Regions from separate parts of the Mus musculus genome. Here region 2 is linked to region 1. Evidence: chromatin contacts called from public HiChIP or PLAC-seq data. All regions are on one chromosome and are shown on one strand. Each heading gives the region's core, a stretch centred on a gene start, on an enhancer-like site or on the middle of the called end of the contact. The rest is flanking DNA. Distances are from core to core; before and after follow the strand shown. Region 1 holds the start of Slc35d1 (solute carrier family 35 (UDP-glucuronic acid/UDP-N-acetylgalactosamine dual transporter), member D1). Region 2 overlaps 4921539E11Rik (RIKEN cDNA 4921539E11 gene).

Evidence for each region. HiChIP or PLAC-seq counts read pairs in DNA pulled down with a chosen protein or histone mark.
Region 2: a contact with region 1 is called in an HNF4G HiChIP or PLAC-seq map of pancreatic cancer cells. The contact joins the enhancer-like site here to the promoter of Slc35d1 in region 1. A contact is called at or near these places in 4 of 39 promoter capture datasets (embryonic stem cells, liver and macrophages), 7 of 484 Hi-C or Micro-C datasets (the G1E-ER4 cell line, liver, pancreatic cancer cells and 1 more), 2 of 115 datasets of contacts at active chromatin or transcription factors (embryonic stem cells and pancreatic cancer cells) and 2 of 9 other capture datasets (adipose tissue and pancreatic islet).

The regions. Positions count from the first base shown.
Region 1 is chr4:103,212,890-103,216,964 of GRCm38.p6, forward strand. Slc35d1 (solute carrier family 35 (UDP-glucuronic acid/UDP-N-acetylgalactosamine dual transporter), member D1) reads right to left here and starts at 2,287. Exons shown (of 12, transcript NM_001356276.1): 1 at 1,775-2,287; 2 at 1,170-1,203; 3 at 982-1,068; 4 at 276-343. The coding sequence starts at 1,977. Gm46864 (a long non-coding RNA gene) reads left to right here and starts at 2,054. Exons shown (of 3, transcript XR_001784379.1): 1 at 2,054-2,108.
Region 2 is chr4:103,263,017-103,267,102 of GRCm38.p6, forward strand. It overlaps 4921539E11Rik (RIKEN cDNA 4921539E11 gene), which reads right to left. Exons shown (of 9, transcript NM_027612.1): 4 at 3,324-3,436. Among named protein-coding and RNA genes, the nearest start is that of 4921539E11Rik, 26 kb to the right of the region's middle. Within about 2 kb of position 2,340, at least 26 of the 459 cell types and tissues checked have an H3K27ac peak or open chromatin away from gene starts, as enhancers often do. A contact at or near this core is called in pancreatic cancer cells and trophoblast stem cells, where this site is marked.

The sequences.
Region 1 (4,075 bases), core at 1,037-3,536:
TATTTGAACACTTCAAACAAAGTCAGATGTGAGACAGGGAACAAAATTCACTCCTTAACTTTAAATAAACAACTTGTAACCAAAACTTTGGGTTCAGTCTTCATTATTTGATAGTGGAAACGTCCTGGTGTTTTTGTGCCCTCCCCCCTCACACACACACCCTCCCCCATCCATTCCTGCCACACTCAAACATAATACATTAACACAACATCATTTGTATTTAACTTTAAAATCATATTATTTTAACCAGACTAGAAAAATAAAGTTATCCATACTTCAGTTTCTTTGTGCTGAACAGTCCCGTGATTTGGTTCCCAAAATATAGTAGAGGTAGTGGAAACGTCTGGAAAAGTGAAAAGGGCAAGGGATGTCAATAATAAAGACATTCACAGCAAAGAGAAACAGCTCTGTTTATATAGTCAAATTCTTTCCACTTGAAACATAAGATTAGCTCCCATAAACAGGACTGACCCCCATTAAACTTCCAAACATCATTAACTATCCTTGGAAGAAGAGGGGATGGAAATATGAACATAATCAACCATGTGAGACAGAAACATCAGTTGCTTGAAAATATGGTACTATACGAGTCTGAGACACAGAAACATTTCGGCATCACATGGAGTCTCACAGAATCATAGAAAAGAATATGAAAGAAAACACTCCCAACACCACCACCTCCAATAAATAAATAAATAGGGAATAAAGGAAGCAGAAGATCGTGGCTAGAGTGGGCAGATCTGTTCCCAGAAACTCCTTAATGAAGAGAAGGATTTTCTATCTTCATCTTCCAGAGACGTTGTCGTCTTGGGTGCCCTGTGGCCTGTTTTCTCTAGCTTTGCTATATGCACTCGGAGACTAGGGTGGGAGCTAGACTGCATTTTTAAATATTCAAGACGCTGATTTTTTTTTCCGCCCTTAAGCCACAGAATGGCTCCTTTTTATAAAATAAAGTATCCCTTCTTTCTCACGTTTGTTTACCTTTCGAGGTACATTTCTGTCGAAGTCAGGAAACTTGACTACTCTGAGTGTCTTTCCCACCCAGAGAACCGCTACCGTGGCCACCATCTGCAAACAGAGAACACACACAGATGCACTGTTCTGCATAGAAAGACACACACAGAACTTCTGACAACACAGACCACGGGATGCCCGAGATTCCAACTAACCTGGCCAAGTCCAACACATAGCGAGGATGGAAATCTACAAAAGGGGTAAAGAAAAGGGGGTTAAAAACGGCCAGAACGTCCTCAGAGCACAGGGAATTCAACTCCCACACTGTCAGCCTTAAAATGCGTTCTGATTCAACCCACAGCGATGCCTGCCCCTCCAATAAAAAACAAAAAATTAAAAAAAAAATCTTAGATTTTGTAGCCTAGGGCGACCACTTGTCTGGTCTTGTCCTGTTTTTTTTTACAATTCCCTTCAGCTTCCTGCAACGGATTTTTCCAGAAAGTTAAGCCGCGGAGACCTCGTCAACGGTTTTAAATCTTTTAAATGACTCTTGAGGGGAAACACAAGACACACACATACAAACTTCTGCCCCGGAGTCTCAGTGACAGCGGCGACGGCGCGTGGGCGTGCGGCCGCGCCGGTCCCGGGGCTGTCAGCCGCGCGGGTCGCTAGTCCCTGGGCACCGGCCTCGTTGTGCCTTCCCCCTTCACCCCCAGCCCTGGCCAGTGCGGCGGGGAGCGTGGCCGAGGGTATCCCCGGGTGGGCTCGAACCCCCGTCCCTGCCCGCCGCGCCGCAGCCGCCGCCCGCCAGCCCGGCCACCTGTAGTTGGTGAGCACGCTCTTGTTGACCACCACGATGAGGAAGGAGCTCACGCCGTAGAAACCGGCGGCCAGCAGCTTCAGGAACACCGTTAGCGTTTCGGCCGGCGCCATCCCCAGCTCCTCCTCATCTCTGTGTGTGGAGGATTTCGCGGGGGCTTCTCCTTTAACCGGAGCATGCTGACGTCTGTGGACTTCCGCCATGGCGGCGGTGGCGCCGGCGGCGGTGGCGGTGGCTGCCGCAACGGGCCTGCGAGCGAGCGGGGCGGCGGAGCGGCGCGGCGGCGGGGGTCTGGGCCTGGCGGTGCGGAGCGCGGTGCCGAGCGGGCTTGGCGGTGCGGGGCGCGGAGGAGCGCGGGCCTGGCGTGGCGGGACCCCGGCTGCGGGAGCGGGCCTGGCGGTGCGGGGCGCGGGCCCTGAGCTCCGGGGCTCCGCGATTGCGGGCCTAGCGTGGCGGCGGAGGCTCGGGAAGGACCCGGCGGCTCGCGGCAGGGCTTCGCGGGTTGTGCTGCCCACAGCTCCCCGCACTGCCGCCGCCCGTCCCCGCCCAGGGGTTGGGACACTGGGGTTCACACCCTCGGGGACTTTGCCCTGGCATGGTGCCTCGCGGGGTCAGGGAAGGGCCGGGGCTGGCTCGGCGGGGCTGGGGACCCGGCATGGGCTCCGGGAGCAGCCGGGACACTGCTGGGGGACCACTGAGCCGGGCTGGCGAGCACAGAGTTGCGCCTGCGCACGAAGGCGCGCTGGGTCCCCCTGCGGGGAGCATGGGGGTTTTGCGGGAGCTGGGCTGCAGGCCTAGAAGTACCTCCCTCCTTTCTAACGTGTGGCTGGCAGAGAAGTGATGCCCCTGTTGCATCCTCAGTTATCCCGAAAGCTCTTTTTTTGGCCTCACTTGCCGAGGGGTCAAAGGTCACACAAAGTATCAAACATGATTCAACAGTAAACAAAGATTTCATTCTGCAAAGTGAGACCTCTCATGCTTCTGAAATTCTTTTTGTTGTTTTTTGCTTGTTTGTTTTAGCTGGTATATCCAGAAAAGGCAAGGATGAGGAAAGTGTTGCAATAAGCCGCTCCTGGAATAGTAAAAAGTGCAAGGTGTTTGGAGCCTAAAGCTTTGTTCCGGTTTTAGGACTGTTTGAAACATTCCCTGTGCTCTTAGGCAGATTCGATGGTCTCTGCACCTTCATCTCACGACCTCTGTTGTGTAAAGCCAGTTCTGTTTTCTTGACACAGTGCAGTCACACAAGCAAAGAATACCTGTTGAAGCAAGGACGTTACATTCCTACTTTTAGAAAGTTTTGAATTATTCCCCCAAACTTCCCATCTTCTTAAGTGTCTTTTTTTTTTTTTTTAAACTGTGGTAAAAATATCAGTTTATTGTTTTAATCCTTGGATGTGCAACTCTCACCAGGCACCCTCCCCAAAACATTCACCGTGTCAGATGGAAACTCTTGTGGGAACGAAGCAATCATTTCCTGTTCTCTACTCCCCTCCTCAAAACCAAGTAACCTGTGTTGTGCTGTCAATCTCTGTGAATCTGACTATTCTGTATATCACACAGATGAGCAATCGCACAGTATTTACCCATCCGTGACTGGCTTAGGCCAGTTACACAATGTGTTCAAGGTACATGCACCCTGTACCGTGTCTCAGAACTGGAATTCCTGGCAGCCAGCATGGCATCCTTGACTGTTGGTAACCTCCTTTGCCCGCACCTCCAGATGCCTGGCTTTTCCCCTTTCCTGAGTTGTAGCTAAATCAACAACAAGGCTCACATCTCTCTTTCTTCACTTCCATTTCACAATGCCCCTCCCTCATCTCTTCTTGAATTATTACTTTTCCTTCTATATTGGGCAAAACGGTGCCTGTTTTCTGGGGAGCCTGTCTCCAGAGATCCCCTTCATGCCTTATAAAAAGTGACCTCTCCCTCTGTGCCCTTCCCATCCCGTGCACTGCTTTTAGAGAATGTCTTACTCTGTCCGTGCTACCATTACATATTGCCCGTGACTGGACCATTTATAGAGAACAAACATTCTGGATGGTTTTGGAGAATAAGAAATGCAAAATCAAAAAGCACCGCCCCATCGGGTGTCTCTGTTAAGGCCTAAGCCCTCTGATTCTAAGATGGTGCCTTGATCACTGGTCCTGGAGAGGTGAAAACCACTGTCCATGGACAGCATGGGCCTTATGGACAGCCGAAGAGACAGAAGGACAAAGGAGGGCAAGTGCTAACTGAAGGCTGGTGTCTGCAGCATGAGCTCTGTGCTAAAGGCCTGTCTTCCTGATTCAGTCACATTGACGG
Region 2 (4,086 bases), core at 1,090-3,589, 50 kb after region 1:
GGAGGAAAGGCATCCTGAGCTTGTGCTCATCTCTCTCAGCTCCTGTTCACACATGCAACACGACTACATGCCACCAAAGCATCTCTGATGTGATGGATTGTAAGCCTGGAACTGTGTGCTAAAGTAAACCATTCCTTTCTTAAAAGTTGTTTCTGTCAGAATATTTTATCACAGCAATGAAAAAAGTAACTACCTTACTGGGTTTAAAAAAAGGGGGGGGCATTTCCCACACACTGGTTCCTGAGTGCCAATCACACCATAGATAGATCATTTGTTCCCTGATGGCTACCTCTGTGACTGCTCCTCATGCCACTCACTCCAGGCCTCTTACACAGAAGTTAAGTATCTGAGTTGATTTATGGTAAAAGCCTGCTGGGGCTATTGGACAGAAATCAGGTCAAGTTAGGAAAGCAATCCTAGGAAATGGGCTACAGTAGATCGTTTGTTACTGACATATCACCATAAACAATGTAAAAGAACACTGTTTTAACTTGACAGGCAAAGCTTAGTGGGTTGAGCAAAAAAAACTAAAGCAGTTGATGAAGCTGTCTCTGACATCAAGGATAGAGGAGAACCTTCTCGTTGACCTGCTCTCCTGTGCCTCCTGGCTCCTTAGCCTTCCTGGCCCTGAGCAGCTTTCCACTTTCTGACTGTTTCTGCTCCTCTGCGTAGCTGGCTGCTGTTATAAATGGGCTCTGACTTACACAGCTTCCCTTGCTGCTCAGACGCTGAGCTAACCACTATATGCCCGGCTGCAGATGCTGTATTTCTTGTGAGGCCAATATGAGTTATTATGAACAATAGGAAAGAATAGGAATCAGATATGGGTCCTTTGTATTCTAGTATGAGAACATATTCATACTTGCTATCATGCATTAGAAGCAGCGCAGCCAGGCACACTGCTCATGCTTTGTTTGTTCTGAGTTAACCTTTCATGTAGATATAGCCCGGGTGATGACTCAGGAAAAATGCAGGACTTGGAAGCCTTAGGTGTATGTAAGCGTCTCCCTACAGAGAGAGCTGATAATGACGGGAAGGTGCAGGGAGCGATAAGAAAAGTACTAACATCATGAATCTCAGGGACAGGCTGGCTCCCCAACCCGAAGCTCAAGACAAAACTTTGAAGTGATTAATAGCCTCTGTCCACGTTCCCTAGACAATACACCAGCAGGAGCCGGCTTGAGGCAGATTCCCTGTGGCTTCCAATATTGCTGACTCTCTACATAAGATGAACTTTCAAGATTCAAGTCCTTGCTCTTTGGTTTCTATGGTGACAGATGTACAGTCTCTGGTGTTCTGGTTAGACATTCCACAACCATTCATTGCCCACTTCTGTGTGTTTGACCAAACATCCTTGATAAAACTTTTCTGAATGTGTTAACTTAGCCAACCACAAGATTCCACCTTCCCCAAAGGAAGGAAGTTATCAGATAACATGTGAAAACCCTAGCTGAGATTCCCTCACTTGCCCACTTAACAATCCTAGCAAGAGTCAGAAAAAGACTTAGTTTACAACTTTGTTTTGTTGCTTAGGTGTGATAACGTCAAAATTTTTGACATTGGAGCATGCTATTTGGGGCAATCTAAGTCCATGTTCTTAAGCCATGGTAACTCATATTTGGGTAAAAATTAAACTGTTTTTTATTTTTTATTTTTTTTTTTGAATGAGAGGTGCGTTTGGTATCAACAGTCCCAAAAGCTTAAAGTGGAAAGTTTTAAAAAGGAGGGAATGATCAATGAGCTGAGTCTAGAGAAGAAGAAAATGGAAATGAAAAATGCTGTTTGGATTTAGCTAGCACCAGGCCTCTGGCAACACTGATCAGTGTATTTTAAGGAGAATTGCGAGGGAGGGAGCCTGATTGGAGTGAGTTGCTATTTAAGCAGGAATGGAGAGAGCAAAGGCCACACGTATAAAGGCCAAGTGCATTTTTAGAAAACTTACAGAGCACAACACAGATGTAAGGCAATATGGGGCAGAGTGTAGGCAGAAGCTTTTGTCAAGGAGGCTGGTGACACCGTAATCGCCTGGTTGAATATGACAGAAAAACAGAAGTAACAGACAATGCTCATATCCTCAGAGCATCTATGAAATGTGGGATCTCCCACCACGGAGTCCTAACATTTCTAATCCTGTAACTATGTTTCTATTAAAGAAATGATTCATAATTGACTCTTATTTTAAAAATTCAAGGGAAGTCTTAGGGTTGAGTTAAAAGGAAAGTTGCCATTTCCTTCCAGATGAAGAAACTAACTTTGTGGTGGATGTATTTCCTCTAGGTGTGACTTGACCATTGGCCATCATGACTCATGTGGTGACACATGGGAAATCTTGACCTCTGTGTGTAAAGAAATAAGGACAATACAATGAGGGGTGTGCCTATGGCAGAAAGCTATTACCGGTCCTTCCTAGGAGAGGGCAGGGTCACTGGGCTCTCTGGTGAGATTCCAGTCACCACTCTCACCCCTCCTCCCATCCCTGTCCCAAGACGTGTGTGGTCTGGGAAAAAGGGGTCCCAGTAAATACAGAAGGTGGGAAGGCTGACAGGGTTAGGGCTCTTCAATAGTGTAGCTGCTGGAAGAGGGGCTTCCTGGGAGTGTCCTGGCAATAGTCACCATACCATGCTCCTATAGGTAGCCTCTCACCCATGTACATCTGTGGAAATAATCCGAGTGAATTTTTGATTCATCAAGCTAGACTTGGATGAAATCTTTCTTCTTGGTCTGTTAGTGCCCTATCTGGCTGGGTTGAGTTGCTATTCCTTCATGTTTCCCCAGGAAAGAAATGAAAAAAACCCTATCAACGTAAAAATATATTCATAAAAATGTATTGTGAGCCAGGTGTGACAGTGTATGTTTGGAGTCTCAGTTACCTGAGAAGATGAGCCAGAGAGATCTCCTGAAGCCACAAGTTCAAGTTCAGTCTGGGCAATAAAGTAAGATTACATCGAAATAGTGTGTGTGTGTGTGTGTGTGTGTGTGTGTGTGTCTGTGTGTCTGTGTGTCTGTGTGTGCGTGTATGTGTGTGTCTCTCTGTGTCTGTGTGTGTGTGTGTATGTATGTGTCTCTGTGTGTGCGTGTGTTTGTGTGTGTCTGTGTCTGAGTGTGTGTGTGTGTGTCTGTATGTGTGTCTCTGTGTGTGTCTGAGTGTGTGTGTTTAGGATGTCTACAGTGAATTATAAAAAATTATTTGTTATGCAAATTATCTCAACAGAAATAAAAATATTGTTAAGATACCAGAAGGAGGGAGTGATTAATTAATAAATCACTACCTAATAGCACTCATTCATAAATAAAAGAAGTAATTATACTACACAGAGCATTACCCATTAATTTACTTTCTTCATAGTTTATCATTGTTCCAAGAATAGGTGGTCTTAGATCTGACTCTTCAAGATCACTTCTGGAGTTGTTAGGCTTATATTTGAAAGACACAGACCTGGAAGAAATGAAAATTGTGCTAAATCAAAATAATCAGAAAATTTACAAAGCAGATTTAAAATACAAATTTGGAGAAATATAAACACTCCTGTTTTGCAGATCGCAGGCAGAAGGCTGAGACTGACTAGAGAAGAAGCCTGAAGTGTTGCTGGTAGTCAGCGGGGTAGTACTGCCAGGGTAGGAACCCATGCACATGGGACGCCAGTGTTCACAAGCTGACCAGAACACACATCATAACTCATGTCTTTAAGATATTTGGGAAAGATTTGAGTGGAAAGTGGTGATGTATGGACTCAGGGACAGTTCATCTAGCAGGGAGGATGACGGCATCTATGTAGTACATGGGCAACTTTATTGTAACTCATTTTTCTAGGTATTGCAACTGTCCCAGCAGGAGCAAAGATAGTCTAAGGAGGGAAACTTGCACTAGAGTCCTTGAAACGATGGACTCAAAACAAAACAAAACAAAACAAAACAAAACGAAACGAAACAAAACAAAACAAAACAAAACCTGAAATTTCTCAAAAAGTCCCACACTGAGCAAAGGAGAGGGCTGAAGTCTAGCACCAGCCAGAGGAAGAACAGGTTTCTGAGAAAGAGACTTCACCCAGTGCTGGTAGATTGTCAGTCCACCTTTGGGGATCTCTG